Regions from separate parts of the Capra hircus genome. Here region 2 is linked to region 1. Evidence: chromatin contacts called from public Hi-C data. All regions are on one chromosome and are shown on one strand. Each heading gives the region's core, a stretch centred on a gene start, on an enhancer-like site or on the middle of the called end of the contact. The rest is flanking DNA. Distances are from core to core; before and after follow the strand shown. Region 1 has its middle 15 kb from the start of MKI67. Region 2 overlaps MKI67 (antigen KI-67).

The links. Hi-C and Micro-C count contacts between places; a contact is called where the count stands out from the background.
Region 2: a contact with region 1 is called in a Hi-C map of blood, with 3 times the contacts expected there. The contact joins two enhancer-like sites. A contact is called at or near these places in 3 of 5 Hi-C or Micro-C datasets (blood and liver).

What each region holds. Positions count from the first base shown.
Region 1 is chr26:4,492,307-4,500,158 of ARS1.2, forward strand. No RefSeq gene overlaps it. Among named protein-coding and RNA genes, the nearest start is that of MKI67, 15 kb to the right of the region's middle. Within about 2 kb of position 3,380, at least 1 of the 5 cell types and tissues checked has an H3K27ac peak or open chromatin away from gene starts, as enhancers often do.
Region 2 is chr26:4,535,503-4,543,354 of ARS1.2, forward strand. MKI67 (antigen KI-67) reads left to right here. Exons shown (of 15, transcript XM_018041459.1): 13 at 1-1,022; 14 at 2,316-2,759; 15 at 3,654-4,959. The coding sequence ends at 3,719. Among named protein-coding and RNA genes, the nearest start is that of MKI67, 29 kb to the left of the region's middle. Within about 2 kb of position 4,814, at least 1 of the 5 cell types and tissues checked has an H3K27ac peak or open chromatin away from gene starts, as enhancers often do.

The DNA of each region.
Region 1 (7,852 bases), core at 2,130-4,629:
CATGGCTGCAATCACCATCTGCAGTGATTTTGGAGCCCAGAAAAATAAAGTTAGCCACTGTTTCCACTGTTTCCCCATCTATTTGCCATGAAGTGATGGGACCGGATGCTGTGATCTTCGTTTTCTGAATGTTGAGCTTTAAGCCAACTTTTTCACGCTCCTCTTTCACTTTCATCAAGAGGCTCTTTAGTTCTTCTTCACTTTCTGCCATAAGGGTGGTGTCATCTGCATATCTGAGTTTATTGATATTTCTCCTGGCAATCTTGATTCCAGCTTGTGCTTCCTCCAGCCCAGCGTTTCTCATGATGTACTCTGCATATAAGTTAAGTAAGTAGGGTGACAATATGCAGCCTTGAGGTACTCCCTCTTTGTTCTAGCTGAGTAATATTCTATTGTATACATCTACCACATATTTCTCCCAAATAGAGATGATTCTTCCCCCACCAGATTGTCACAAAGGATAATGAGATAGCACAGGAAACCAGGGACCGTCCTGCCTGACTCACAACAGATGGGAGACCCCGCCCTGACTTCCAACACAATTGGCATCACTATTTGTATCAAATGATAATGTGAATTAGAGCTTCAGTCTGTGACAAGTGCCAAGAGGCAGGTGTGGTCTCAGTGGAGGAGTGAGCAAAGGGTGGGGGCCGGTTCCCCACAGAGCAGGGCTGCTCTCCATGACCAGGCCAGTCCATGTCGACTCCGGAAGTCTCTGTAACGGAGCAGGACCCTAGGAGGCCTGCCCAGAATAGATGCCCACCCATGCCCTCTGCCTGCCTTTTTGTTTGTTTAAAAACCTTTAGTCAAAGAATAAATATAATCAGAGAAGTGAGAAAATGCTGAAAGAAAGGAAAAGAGCCAAGCAAGGCAAAAGAACAATATTTTAGCCATTAAACACAGTCAAGGTGTGAGAGTTGGACTATAAAGAAAGCTGAGCGCTGAAGAATTGATGATGCTTTTAAACTTTGGTGTTGAAGAAGACTCTTGAGAGTCCCTTGGACTGCAAGGAGATCAAACCAGTCCATTGTAAAGGAAATCAGTCCCAAATATTCATTGGAAAGACTGATGCTAAAGCTGAAACTCCAATACTTTGGCCACCTGATACAAAGAGCTGACTCACTGGAAAAGACCCTGATGCTGGGTATGATTGAAGGTTGGAGAAGAAGGGGATGACAGAGGATGAGATGGTTGGATGGCATCACCAAGTCAATGGACATGAGTTTGAGTAAACTCCAGGCGTTGGTGATGGACAGGGAGGCCTGGTGTGCTGCAGTCCATGGGGTTGCAAAGAGTCAGACACGACTGAGCGGCTGAACTGAACTGAACTGAAGGAGTCTGAGCTCCTCCTCAAGGGTTATAGGTAACATTCTGAGCCATTCATTGTCTTTGGAGCTGTTTAGCAGATACAGAAACCCCCACCATGTGGGGGAAGTTAACTATGTGCTGCCCATAAACGTATAGACCCCACACTGGGTGGAACCAGAAGGTTGATGATGCTGACTCCCAATTACCTCACCACCAGCCAATCAGAAGACTGTCCATGAAGTGACCACAGCCTGCCCTTTGATCACTGTAAGACTCCGCAGTACCTGTTTCGGGGTGGTCATACAGTTTTGAGGGCACTGTCCTGCTGTGGCCCTCTTTGCCTGGCAAAGCAATAAATCTCTTTCTTTCTGCTGTTGTGGTTGTTGTTGAATCCTGAGTCCAACTCTTTGGCGACCCCATGGATTGGGATTTCCCAGGCAGGAATCTGGGAGTGGTTGCCACTTCCTTTCTCCAGGGGATCTTCCCGATTCAGGGATGGAACCTGCATCTCCTGTCTGTGTCTCCTGCATTGTAGGCAGATTCTTTACTGCTGAGCCACTGAGGAAGCCCCACTTGAACCAAAACTGTCTCCGAGATTTAATCAATCAGCAGTGTACAGAGGCTGAATTTTGGAAACATTTTCACCCGTCAGGCTGTGCATTCAGGATAGGGCTTTGGGGCATGAGCCACCTGTCTCCTTGCCTAGACCTGCAGTAAACCTTTCTCTGCTCCAAACTCTGATGGTTTGTTTGGCCTCACTGTGCACTGAGCACAAGAACTTGCTTTGGGTAACACAAACACTTCCTTACATTTTGCACCCCAGGATCTCACACAGTCCTGCCCCTGGCGGTAATAACCATAGTTTCTAGGACGCTGAGAAGCCTGCTGTGCTGAGCAGAGGTCTGACACAGAACAGGCCCTTGATAAAAATTGCAATCATGTTAACTAATTCAGAGCTCCAGGCAGTAAGCTCAGGACGACAGATTCTAACATCCTGCACACTTCTCTCAGTTCAGTCTCTCTGCAACGTTTACCTGGAGAACATTCCCAGCTGCACAGACATGGAAGTTAACCGGAACCGGGCTCCTTCTTGTACACATAACCTCTTGACGTCTTTGCGGTGGTTACTGCTGTCGGACTGAGCTTCCCTGGTAGCTCCGCTGATGAAGAATCTGCCTGCAATGCAGGAGGCCCTGATTCGATTCCTGGGTCAGGAAAGTTCTCTGGAGAAGGGATAGGTCAGCCACTGCAGTATTCTAGGGCTTCCCTCGTGGCTCAGTTGGTAAAGAATCCATCTGCAGTGCAGGAGACCTGGGTTTGATACCTGGGTTGTGAAGATCCCCTGGAGGAGGACACAGCAACTCACTCCACTGTTCTTGCCTGGAGAATCCCCATGGCCAGGGAATCCTGGCCGACTGCAGTCCACGGGATGGCAAAGAGCCGAACAGGCCTGAGCGACTGAGCGCAGCACTGCTGACTACCGAGATCTTTCTCTAGATGGCGCACTAGCCCAACCCTCTGAATAACGCACAGGCTCCGCTATAGCTCGTTAAGCCCATCACACCCCATTCATGGTCTCTCGGGTAACTATCCCCTGCAGACCGGGTGCCTTTTTGCAACACAGACCATCATATTTGCCCTTTTAACACACTGCCTGGCATTCAGTAGACACTTCATACATGCCTAAAACAGGATTGGGCAGGTATGTCTACAGTTTCCAAACTGTTTTTTAAGAAAAGGTCAAAATTTTCAGACGATAATGTATCATTACAGCAGTGGCAAATTATTCAAAAGAATTACTGCAGTAATGATGCAAAGTCTTCAGGAGACTGCCAAAGGCATTTCTCCCATAGTATTTCGGAACAGACTGGCACCTAACGGCGTTCAGAGTTCTCCCGTCGATGACGGTTTTTATCTGGATCAGTCTTACTCCGGCAGCACTCAGTTTGGGTTTGCTTTGGAGGAGGACCCGTGATTCCAGGAAACCCAGCGGACAGGACCTGCCGGTCTCCAGGCCCCTCCCTGCCGGGCGAGATACAGGGCAACCCCGCGCGCGTTGGCACAAGGCAGCCGTGTCTACAGCGCCCCCCACCCCGCCCCATCCCCGTACCAGCACAGCTCCGAGACGTGCAATGACCTCAGGCACAAACGCGGAGACGTGGAGCTGTCTTCCCCGCGGAGTGGCACAGACGCGCCCCGTGCGTGTCCCAGCTCCGCAGGGCTGCAGCTGCGCCAGCGCCCAGACCGGCATCTCTACCTGAAGGCGCAGTGGCCCCGCTTGGTCGCCAGGTGGCGCTGCGGCCCCGCCCATGGCGCTCGGGGCGCCGCGCGGGCTGGTCCTCCCAGCTTCCGGGCTCCACCAGCCGAGGGGGCGGCCAGGATGCTCGGGGCCAGGGTCGCTCAGGCCCCTGGCTCCAGAAGTCGGGAGCCGGCTGGGCCTGATACGGGTGGCCTGATTCGGTTTTTCTTTTTTCTTTTTGGCTTTCAAGAAATGCCCCAAGGCTAGATTTTTCCTTGAAATGCTAGCAATTACTGTACTTCAAAATTTTTCACAGAATTTTTTAAAGTACAGTAATTGCTTACTTAAGTACAGTAGTATTTTTTTCAAGTAAAGTACTTTTTCTAAGTAAAAAAAACTTTTTTAAGTACAGTAATTGGTTATTTAAGTACAGAAGTCTTTTTTTCAAGTAAAGTATTTTTTAAGTAAAAAAATTTCTTAAGTACAGTAATTACTTACTTAAGTGCAGTAGTCCTGTATGGATGTGAGAGTTGGACTGTAAAGAAAGCTAGGTGCTGAAGAACTGATGCTTTTGAACTGTGCTGTTGGAGAAGACTCTTGAGAGTCCCTTGGACTGCAAGGAGATCCAACCAGTCCATCTTAAAGGAGATCAGTCCTGAATATTCATTGGAAGGACTGATGCTGAAGCTGAAGCTCCAGTCCTTTGGCCACCTGATGCAAAGAACTGACTTATTGGAAAAACCCCTGATGCTGGGAAAGATTGAAGGCAGAAGGAGAAGGGGACAACACAGGATAAGATGGTTGGATGGCATCACCGACTCAATGGACATGAGTTTGAGTAAACTCTGGGAGTTGGCGATGGACAGGGAGGCCTGGTGTGCTGCAGTCCATGGGGTCGCAAGGAGTTGGACACGACTGAGTGACTGAACTGAACTATCGGTAATTTCTAGCATTTCGGACATGACTGAGAGACTGAACTGAACTGTACTTTAAAAATTGTAATAGAAACTTCTTTAAGGCATAGGCTTGTCATGTGGCCCATCTGGCTGTGGGAGGCAGCTCCAGGACCCCACCCAGAGCCCAGTAATTACCTGGTCAGGAAGGCCATGGGTCTTAACTGGTCCCTTAAGACTTAACACACTTGGGTTCCCCTGTCTCTTTGGCATCTCTGCCTTGCCTGTTCTACCCCCATCCCCACCCCTGCCAGAGAACCCCAGGCCCACCCATGAAATGCTTCCTGATATTCTTACGCTTCACTTTTAAAACTTTTTCTCCTGGAAAAGTTTAAACTTACAGAGGCAATAAGTGTAACGTGACAAACCCCCATGTACCTGTCACCCAGCTTCAATAGTTGATGTACACGGGCATCTGCGTTCATCCATATCCCCAGGACACTTCCACCTCTCACCTCCACTGGTTTATTTTATTTTTTTTAATAAACTGTGTTTTTTAAAAATAATTTTATGTATGTATTTATTTTGGGTTGTGCTGGGTCATCGTTGCTTTTCTGTGGTTGTGGTGAGTGGGGGCTACTTTCTAGTTATAATGTGCTGGCTTCTCACTGCAGTGGCTTCTCTCGTTTCAGAGCCCTGGGGCTAAGGCACACAAGCTTCAGCAGCGGTGGCTCCCAGGCTCTAGAGCACAAGCTGAATAGTTGCGGCATACGGGTTTAGTTGCTCCTCGGCATGTGGGGTCTTCCCACAATCCTCCTGCCTTGGAGGATTTACCACTGAGCCACCAGGGAAGCCCTCCAGCAGTTTATTTTTAAATAAATCCCACACATCCTATCTCTTCCTCCGTAAATAGGTAGTGTATATCTCTAACAGAAGTCTTTTAACATAACAATACCATTGTCACAATAATGATACTATTATCACATCAAAAGCATTTCCTTCAGTTCAGTTCAGTTGCTCAGTTGTGTCTGACTCTGCGACCCCAGGAGCCAAAGCACTCCAGGCCTCCCTGTCCATCACCAACTCCCAGAATTCACCCAAACTCATGTCCATTGAGTCTGTGATGGCATCCAACCATCTCATCCTCTGTCATCCCCTTCTCCTCCTGCCCTCAATCTTTCCTAGCATCTAGGTCTTTTCAAATGAGTCAGTTCTTTGCATCAGGTGGCCAAAGTATTGGAGTTTCAGCTTCAGCATCAGTCCTTCCAATGAATATTTAGGGCTGATTTCCTTTAGAATGGACTGGTTGGATCTCCTTGCAGTCCAAGGGACTCTCATGAGTCTTCTCCAACACCACAGTTCAAAAGCATCAATTCTTCGGTGCTCAGCTTTCTTTACAGTCCAACTCTCACGTCCATACATGACTACTGGAAAAACCATAGCCTTGACTAGACCGACCTTTGTTGACAAAGCAGTGTCTCTGGTTTTTAATATGCTGTCTAGGTTGGTCATAACTTTCCTTCCAAGGAGTAAGCGTCTTTTAATTTCATGGCTGCAATCACCATCTGCAGTGATTTTGGAGCCCCAAAAATAAAGTCAGCCAGTTAATATCATCAAATATTCATTCAGTGACCCAGTTTCTCCAGCTGCCTTATAGATGTGTCCTTAACAGTTGATTTTTCTAAATCAAGTCTAAAAAGGCCTGTGAATTGTATTCATTTGATTTAAAAAATTTTTTTAATTCAGGTAAAATTTTTCATATACCAAGACATACAGATCCTTGTTTTGTCAGATATAACCATTTGTGTGATGAACACATTCATCAAACTATAAAAGGTTTCCATCACCCCTGAAAGTTCCCTCTTCCAATCCATTCCCCTACCACCCAGCCCACCAGAAACCACTGACTTCTGTTATCTTACAGGAATTCTGCCTGTCTTAGAAATTCACATAAAGGGACAGGCATACTCATCTGTGCCTAACTCCTTCTACCCAAAGTAATCATGTTCTTTGAGATTCAGTCACAGTGTCTTATGTACCAAGACGTCCTTCTTTTTTAGTCCTTTGTAGTATTTCACCATGTGACTGGAACACAGCCTGTATGGTAACGTTTGTGGTTTAGTCCCTCAGTCTGTCTTTCCACAACCCTATGTACTGAAGTCTGCCAGGCCCCTCTGTCCATGGGATTTTCTCAGGCAAGAATACTGGAGTGGGTTGCCATTTGCTTCTCCAGGGGATCTTCCGGACCCAGGATCAAACCCACATCTCCTGCATTGGCAGGCAGGTTCTTTAGCCACCAGGGAAGCCCCTCTAATGGAACATAGCCTCTCAGGAAACATCCTGTTGATAGATATTTGGATTGCTCCCAGGTTTGGATGTAGCTACTCACACCAATCTTTTTGTGGCAATATGTGTTCACTTCTCTTTGGCAAATGCCTGGGAGTGGAACTGCTGGATCGCAGGGTAGATGTTTGGCTTTGTAAGGATCTGCCCGAGAGGTTTTGTCCTGGTCACGCCACGTGCATGCCCACAGCAATGTCCGAAATCCCCCACCCCCCACCCCGTGCTCCACATCCTCCCCGGCATTGGCTGTTCTCTGTCTCTTTAATTTTAACCATTCTTGTGGGTGTGTAAAAACAGTATCTCGTTGTGGTTTTAAAATTGCACTTCCTGGTGTTTTGAGAATGAATGCTAGTTCTCTGGGCTTGTATTTATCTGAAAATGTCTTTATTTACACACACACACACACACACCCTGCTTTAAAAACAGGGTACTTTCCTTGGATATAGAAATCTCCTTGAACAAACTTTTTCCCAACAGCTATCAGGTTTTGCAAAGTCTTCCCCTGGACTTGCGCAGTCCAGCCCCTGGCTAAGGCCTCTCAGCCAAGGTGTCTGCACACCCATCCCTCTGCACGAGGCCCCTCCTCTTGCAGCACCCCCCACCCCAATCTTCTCAGCACCCAGGTCTCTAGTCTCTGCTCCTCAGGACGGTGAGACGACTCCTCTCCACTTGGTCTCGCCTCCCTGCACCCCCACACAATCGGAGTGCGCCTGGGGGAGAAGGTGACTCCAGTCCCGTGCTTCCTTTCTCAAGGATGCAGCCTGAGCTGGCCATGGCCCAGTTCCTGCAGAGAGCACCTCGGATACCTTGCTCCATTTTACTACTGTTGGCAGTTGGAGAGTGGGTCTAAGACCTGTTTAGCTGAATTCTTGGATTCTGTCATAGCTCAATCCAAGACTTTCTTATCTGCTCCTTTAAATATATAGTTCCTTCGGCCCCTTTTTTTGTTTGTTTCCTTGCAGGACATTGAAGAAACCATGTTCCCTGTCTGCAGAGTCTCTCACCCCTGATCTTACCTCTGCCTGTCACTGGTGCTGTTTAATAGGGACTCCTCTCCCTCGGGTTTCCT
Region 2 (7,852 bases), core at 3,564-6,063, 45 kb after region 1:
CGGCGCTCAGAGAACCCACAGGGACACCAGGGGAAACCACACACAGCGAGCCTGTACGTGATGAAAAAGACAACAGAGTGTTGAAAGAAAATTCAAAGCAGAAACTCAATCCAGCAGAAAATGGGGTCAGGAGCCGGCTAAGAACACTGAAGGAAAAGACCCAACCCCTGGAAGATCCGGCCGGTACCAAAGAGCTCTTCCAAAAGCGAGATGGGGCCAAGGAACCAGTGAGTGATGTTATGACTGCTCCAGCACCCCGCCAGTCTCCACCAGCAGAACCAGTCACCAGGAGAACAGGTAGACAGAGACAGCTCAGGTCACCACCCGGAAAAGTGGCTGTAGACGAGCCCTCAGCGCTTAGCAGGCCTGCACAGACTCCAGGGGAAGCCATGCACACAGAACCTGTGGGCAATGAGAACAAGGTCAAAATGGCCAAGGAAATGTCAAGGAGGAACCTGGACTCAGCAGAAAACTTCATTGGCGTCAGGAGTCGGCGAAAAGCATTTCAGGAGAAGACCATGGAAGACCCGGCCAGTTCCCAGGAGCCCTTTCAAAAGCCCGATCAGGCCAAGGAAGTGGAAAGCAATGCTACTGCCATCAAGAGAGCCCCAAAGCAAGCAGCAGACAGAAGACCTGTAGAAACGTCCCGGCGAGTCCTCAGGGCCCCTAAAGTAAAATTCACAGAAGACCCTGCGGGCAGCAGAGAGCCTGCAGAACACCCAGGTGAAAGTTGTGTTCCCCCGTCCCCCGAGAGGGAGCAGGGAGAAGACGGCAGAGTCACAGGCAGGAAGAGACTGCGCCCTGTGACAGCTGCCCAGGACCCCGAGGACGAGAGGCCACTCCAGAAGAAGCAGAGGACAGCCCTCAGGGAGACACGGGAGCCCCCCGAGCCCCCAGGAGTGAAGAAGAGAAGCCTGCGGACTTTGGCACAAACGACTGAACCTGTGGGAAACCTGCCTGACGATGGCCTGAAAGCTAAAGCTATGGATCCGCAAGGAGAAGTCACACAGGCTCCGAATAAGGTGATGGGAGGTGTGATATGATTGTGCCCGGTGGGCTCCCCAGGTGGCGACAGTCGTAAAGACCCCGCCTGCCAATGCAGGAGATATAAGAGATGCGGGTTTGATCCCTGGGCCGGGAAGATCCCCTGGAGGAGGGCGTGGCAGCCCACTCTAGTCTTCCTGCCTGGAGAATCCCACGGACAGAGGAGCCTGGCGGGCTGCAGTCCGTGGGGTCGCAAAGAGTCGAACATGATTGAATGACTTGGCACAGCATGGCAACGTGGGTGGATGCTCTCCATTCTGGCATAAATTTGCTATCAACTGTATGTCACCTCAATGTAAGTGTGGGTCCACAGTCAACACAGTGAGTAGCTGCAGACCATTGGAAAGCATTGCCTTAGAATTTATAGAGCTGTTTAGTTCCTCAGTCGTGTCCGACTCTGCAACCCCATGGACCCCACTGGACTGGGTTGCTGTTTCACCCTCCAGGGGATCTTCCTATGTTCGTTTTCAAAGATATGGAGCTTTGTGCCGAGAAAAAGTGGGCAACTCGGTCCTGCCTTGTTCTAGACCCGGAGTGCTGAAAACAAGTAGTATCTACATCAGTACTTAAACAGTTAGAACAATTTGCCCAGAGTGTGTGTGTTTCCTGGGACACCCATAACTGTCAGGGCTGTTAGTGAAAGTGTTTGTTGCTTAGTTGTGTCCAACTTTTTGTGACCCCATGGACTGTAGCCCACCAGGCTCCTCTGTCCATGGATTTCTCCAGGCAGAATACTGGAGTAGGTTGCCATTCCCTTCTCCAGGGGATCTTCCTGACCCAGGGATTGAACCCAGGTCCCCTGCATGGCAGGCAGATTCTTTACCATCTAAGCCAGTAGGGGAGCTATAAGTGTTGTCAGAGAAGTTTGTAAATTGGATTCCAGAAATTGAAATTTCCCTGTTCTGCTCTAGCAATGACTTGAAGGATTAGGAATTCATTTGCTGTCTGAATAGTGGGGTGTTTTCCTGGAATACCCTTTTAGTGCTTGTTAAAATCACGCTGACGTATATGACAGGTGTTGTGGTTGGAGTTCATACTGAATTCCTTACTTAGGGTTTATTGGTGGAAATGGCGATTTCTCTGTAGGAGCAAATTGACAGGTACACCCCTGACTTGCTTAGACTTACTTGCATGTTAGGATATGAATCAATGGAAAATGTTGCAATTGATTCCCCTTTGAGTTCACTTTCAAATGATGTTCTCCACCTTGAGATCTGTAATTTGTATTCCTCATTCTTGACATTTTGTGGATGTCTTTTAAATTTTTTTAGGGAGCGTCCCTGCGTTCCAGGCGTCCTGCTAAAACTTCTGTAGAGGAGCAAAGACCTGAGGTTCTTATATCAGCAGAAAAGGTGAAAATAAAAAGAAGCGAAAAGAAGTCTGTGCAGCCCTCCCAGGAGATGAAGCTCCGGAGCCCTGAAGATGGAGCCAAGAAGCCTGCCTCCCGGGGCAAAGTTGAAGAGAGGAGGACGCGCTTGAGGCCTGGGAGGCAGAACCAGACGCCTTTGCCTGAGGCTGCAGAGGAGAAAGCGAGGGAGGGAAGGGTGGACATCCTGGCGAAGAAGCAGGAAAAGAAAGAAGGGACAGGACATTCAGACCCTAAGTGTTCGAGATCCAGAAAGGTTAGCGTCCGCCCTCGAGGAAACCCTTCAGAGAGTGCATCGGAACAGAGAGTGACCCGGAGTGCCAAGAGATGTGCCCACAGTCTTCAAAAGGCTAGTAATCTCCTGTTCTTTTATTAAGCCTAGAGACTATGTCAGGAGAGGTTTTACCCCACATTGCGAGAGCAGACACAGCAAATGGGATAATACGCTGCCGACTCCCAGTTAAACTACCAGGAGAAGCAGGCATCTAAACCATATTCAGGTGGATGTGGCTTGGGAATTCCACTTTGAATAGTAAATTCACATAATGACGTCTTCTTTCAGGGGATTTATCCAGTTAGTACTTTCTGAGTGCTCACTGCATACCCTGTACTAAGGGTCCAGGCACTGCCTTCAGTGTGTGGTTAGAGACTGAACAAGCTTCCCAAAAAGTAATGCTTGATTTCAAAGGTGTCCCCTCAGAAAGCTGGGACACAGAGCGGTGGGGTGTCCGTAGGCAAACAGTCCCATGAACAGTTCCCATTTGGAGGCAGCCTGGTATCCTTTCCCCTTTCCAAAGACAGCAACCCAAGAGTGGTCTCTGCTCACACTCAGCTAGCACTGAGTGATGTCCCCTTTGGACACACCAGTTGTTTAGAAGGTCCAAAAGGGTTCAGCCTGATTACACATTTGAATTCACTTTTTCTGAGTGGTATTTATAAAAATCAGTGAAAAACGTATGTGGAAATTTCTTTTTTCTTCTTTATGATGTATTTATAACTTAAAAATAGCTTACCAACCTTTCTGTCAAGACACAATATTTAACTTTAAAGATTTACATAGTAAAAAGAGTTTAAGGCAGCTTTTACAGTCTGTATTTTAAAGCTCATTTCCAACCTCAAGACTAGTTTTCTGGAACTAAAGGCCTGCGTTGCACCCTGTAAGGATTCGGGTTTTTGCAGAGTAGAGTTGGTTACACAAACTGTTCTTTCAAATGACTTAAGAGATATTTTTCTTCCCAAACAGGAAAGTGACAATGTGTGTGTCAAGAAAATAAGAACCAGAAGTCGTCGAGACCCTGAAGATATATAGCTAAAAAGTTTAAAGTGGGGTGGTGGTGGGGCCGTAATGAATTTAGTGATAAGTTGTAGTACAATATTTTCCATAAGTTTTTAAAGTGAATTCTGTAAATAATGCTGTTGGGGGTGGGGTGGGGTGGGGGTTTAAGGGAAGAAGGCTTCGAATTTTCTAACTCAAGAGTTTATTCAAAAGCCCCCACATGGAGATTATGAAGGAGACTGCTGAGTCTCCTAAATTAGTAAAAAAAGTTAAAACTTGAGTAGGGGGTGCGGGGGTGGGGGGAGTTTGCCAAGGCGTGGCCTTCATCTCGGTGATAGAAGCCCCGGGTTTGTGACTGCCGCGGCCGATCCCCGTTGGCCGTGGGCTCCAGCACTCGCCACGCTGCTGTAAATGCTTCTGTGTGTGTGTGTCTGTGTCCTTTGTGTACGAACGTCCTCATGCAAATGTGAAAGGCAGGGGCTTCTCTCTAGCGCCCGGCAGGCACTCAGGACGCAGAAATGAATGGGCAGAGGACGAGAAAAATGAAAGTTAGGGTGTCCGCCTTCACCCCGGGGAGACCGCGGGTCCAGGCGCTCGGGCTGCGGGCCATCTGCACAGGACAGCCCTCCGCTCACTGCCCTGGCCTCGGAGGCGAGAGACCTGTGATTCCGAGGCTGGTCTGCGACGCCATCTGCGGGGCAGCGCGGCGCTTTGCTCGAGGGAAGCCTGCCCGCTTGCCTGTTTCACGTGGAGAGTCTGAACCAGGACTGCTTCCGCCCGAGGGCGTCTGCCCACCTGCCTGAGTCCGCGCTGCGGCGGCGCTCGGCGCCCTCGGGTCCCGTTCTCCGAGTCTCCGCTCGCCTGGGCTTTCTCTGCCCACACCTGCTGGCCTGGCCTGGCGCCTTCACCTCGGATGGGAAGCACCGCAAGCCCAGACGCGCCTCCCACTCGGAAAGAGGCTGTCGCATCTCGTTTTTCGCCTGGACGTCCGCCCTCTGGTTTCAGAGCCGCCCGTCTCACTGCTGTTTCGCTCCGTCCTCAGGCTCCTCCGTGTTCCCCGGGTCGGACACAAGCACCCCGCCCCCTCCAGGCACCCGTGTGGAGGCCTCCCCGCCCGCCTGCGCTGCCTGGAGGAGGTGAGGCTGGAGGCCGGGACGTCACTGTGCCCGGACACGGGAGCTGTCACCCCTGCCTCCGTCGGCTCTTGTGTTTCCCCCCTGGTCTGGCGTGGAGCAAGGTCCACATCACAATAAATGCGTTTGAACAAATGCTTGAATCCAGGCACGTCTGTCTCGGTCAGGGGTATTTGTTTTTGCTCTTTTGGCTGCCTTATTAATACAGCTATTTAGACGGCGTTGCCTGAAATCGGAGGTCATCGTCAAGTGGGGCCGCAAAGAGTGGGGTTCCGACGAGCAGAAGGGATGGTGTTTGAGGAAGTGCGAGCCTCCTTAGAAAAGGCCTTCTGAACGTGTGAGTCATCAGTGTGTCACTCAGACAAAATTCAAGGAAACAGGAATTTCCTATGATTCAGTTGTTCTGCCAGCACTTCAGATTTAGCCATAATTATGAACCTCACATATAGAAAATTTCAATTAGCTGTGTTCCTGGGGAATGGGGTAAAAATTAATTAAAAAGCTATTAGGGTTCATTTCTAACCCAAAATCTCACTGAAATATATCAGTACATTTTCTTGCTTTCTTTAGCAAAGTATTTCAAGAGCATAAAAAGGGTGATTTTTTCCTTAAAAAACTGGAAATAGAACTGCCATATGACCCAGCAGTCCCACTGCTGGGCATACACACCGAGGAAACCAGAATTGAAAGAGACACGTGTACCCCAATGTTCATCGCAGCACTGTTTATAATAGCCAGGACATGGAACCAACCTAGATGTCCATCAGCAGATGAATGGATAAGAAAGCTGTGGTACATATACACAATGGAGTATTGCTCAGCCATTAAAAAATACATCTGAATCAGTTCTAATGAGGTGGATGAAACTGGAGCCTATTATACAGAGTGAAGTAAGCCAGAAAGAAAAACACCAATACAGTATACTAACGCATATATATGGGTCAGGATGGGGAACACATGTACACCCATGGCAGATTCAAGTCAATGTATGGCGAAACCGATACAATATTGTAAAATAAATTAATTTTAAAAAGAAGGGTGGTTTTATTTTATATGGTTGTAGGTGCTGAATTAGAGAAGGTCACAAACATGTTTTAAAAAATGCACATCCACAGGACACATCCTTAGCATTTTGGGGGGAGGAAGCATCAGATAGAAATATTAACCATTACTATTTAGCAAGGCTAATTGTGTGCTTGAGAATGGGGTACGAGAAATAAACATCTACTTGCTGTGTGATTTGGTAACTTCTCTGAGCCTCAGATTCCAAGAAAGTAGCATCCCCTGATGGAAAGCTCTCATTAAATGGAAGCTAGTTTTACTTTATCTCCAAGTTTTCCATGACGTGACTTTCTGCTTTAATTTTCTACCAGTCATCTCCTGCCTTCCTTAGTTAAGACTCTACCCCAGACCTGTAGTATTCACGCATGCATACATGAACATGTACACACACATACACCCATTCATTCATACACACGCATACATACACACGAATATGGAAGGTTTCTTACATATGCTCACACATGCCTACATGTACACATGCATATACGTACACACCCATTCATTCACATACATATGCACGGATACACAGTATTGCATATGCTCATACACACACGTAGAATGTTCACATGCATGCATGTACACACAGGCACACACCCATTCATTCACACACATACACAAATACGCATGGATCCATACCCACTCATTCCCACATACGTGTACACGGATACACACCCATTCATTCACACACATACACAAATACGCATGGATCCATACCCACTCATTCCCACATACGTGTACACGGATACACACCCATTCATTCACACATACACAAATACGCATGGATCCATACCCACTCATTCCCACATACGTGTACATGGATACACACCCATTCACTCACACATACACAAATACGCATGGATCCATACCCACTCATTCCCACATACGTGTACACGGATACACACCCATTCATTCACACACATACACAAATACGCATGGATCCATACCCACTCATTCCCACATACGTGTACACGGATACACACCCATTCATTCACACATACACAAATACGCATGGATCCATACCCACTCATTCACACATGCGTGTACACGGATACACACCCATTCATTCACACACATACACAAATACGCATGGATCCATACCCACTCATTCCCACATACGTGTACACGGATACACACCCATTCATTCACACATACACAAATACGCATGGATCCATACCCACTCATTCCCACATACGTGTACACGGATACACACCCATTCATTCACACACATACACAAATACGCATGGATCCATACCCACTCATTCCCACATACGTGTACACGGATACACACCCATTCATTCACACATACACAAATACGCATGGATCCATACCCACTCATTCCCACATACGTGTACACGGATACACACCCATTCATTCACACATACACTCATGCTCACACTCACACACACCCTGCTCTCCCCCACTCCTGCTTCCCTTCAGCCCTGAGCTCAGCTCCAGTGAGACTCCCTCCAAGAAGCCTCTCTCCCCTACCCTGGTTTCCTGGGCGAGGTTGGCCCCCCGTTTCATGGCCCAGAGTCATGCTGTACTTCCTGGTGGAACAGAGCACAGTGGTAGCTAGGTGACCCCCTCTAGGACGAAGCTTTGTCCATCCAGGGTCAGACTGCAGACTGACGAGTCTACCCTGATGATCAGGTGCAGGAAGTGTCTGAGATGAAATGATGTTAAAACTCAGTATTTTTATTAAAGGGAGGAAGGGGGAAAGAAAATCATACCAAATGGAGACAGTGAGTGGCAGAAAGGGGTGGGGCAGAGGGCCAGCTCCCAGCCTTCTGCCTGCATTTCCACAACTGCCATAGCCAGACAGGAACTCCCTCCACCCTACCCCCAGCCAGGAGGCCCGCTGGGTCCTGCAGGAACAGCCCTGGTATTTGGGGGCGGGGACTCCCCACCACCCAGGCCTTGTCCTCCTTGTCTGGACTCCAGGACAGGGATTTGGTTCAGGCTGCAGAATCA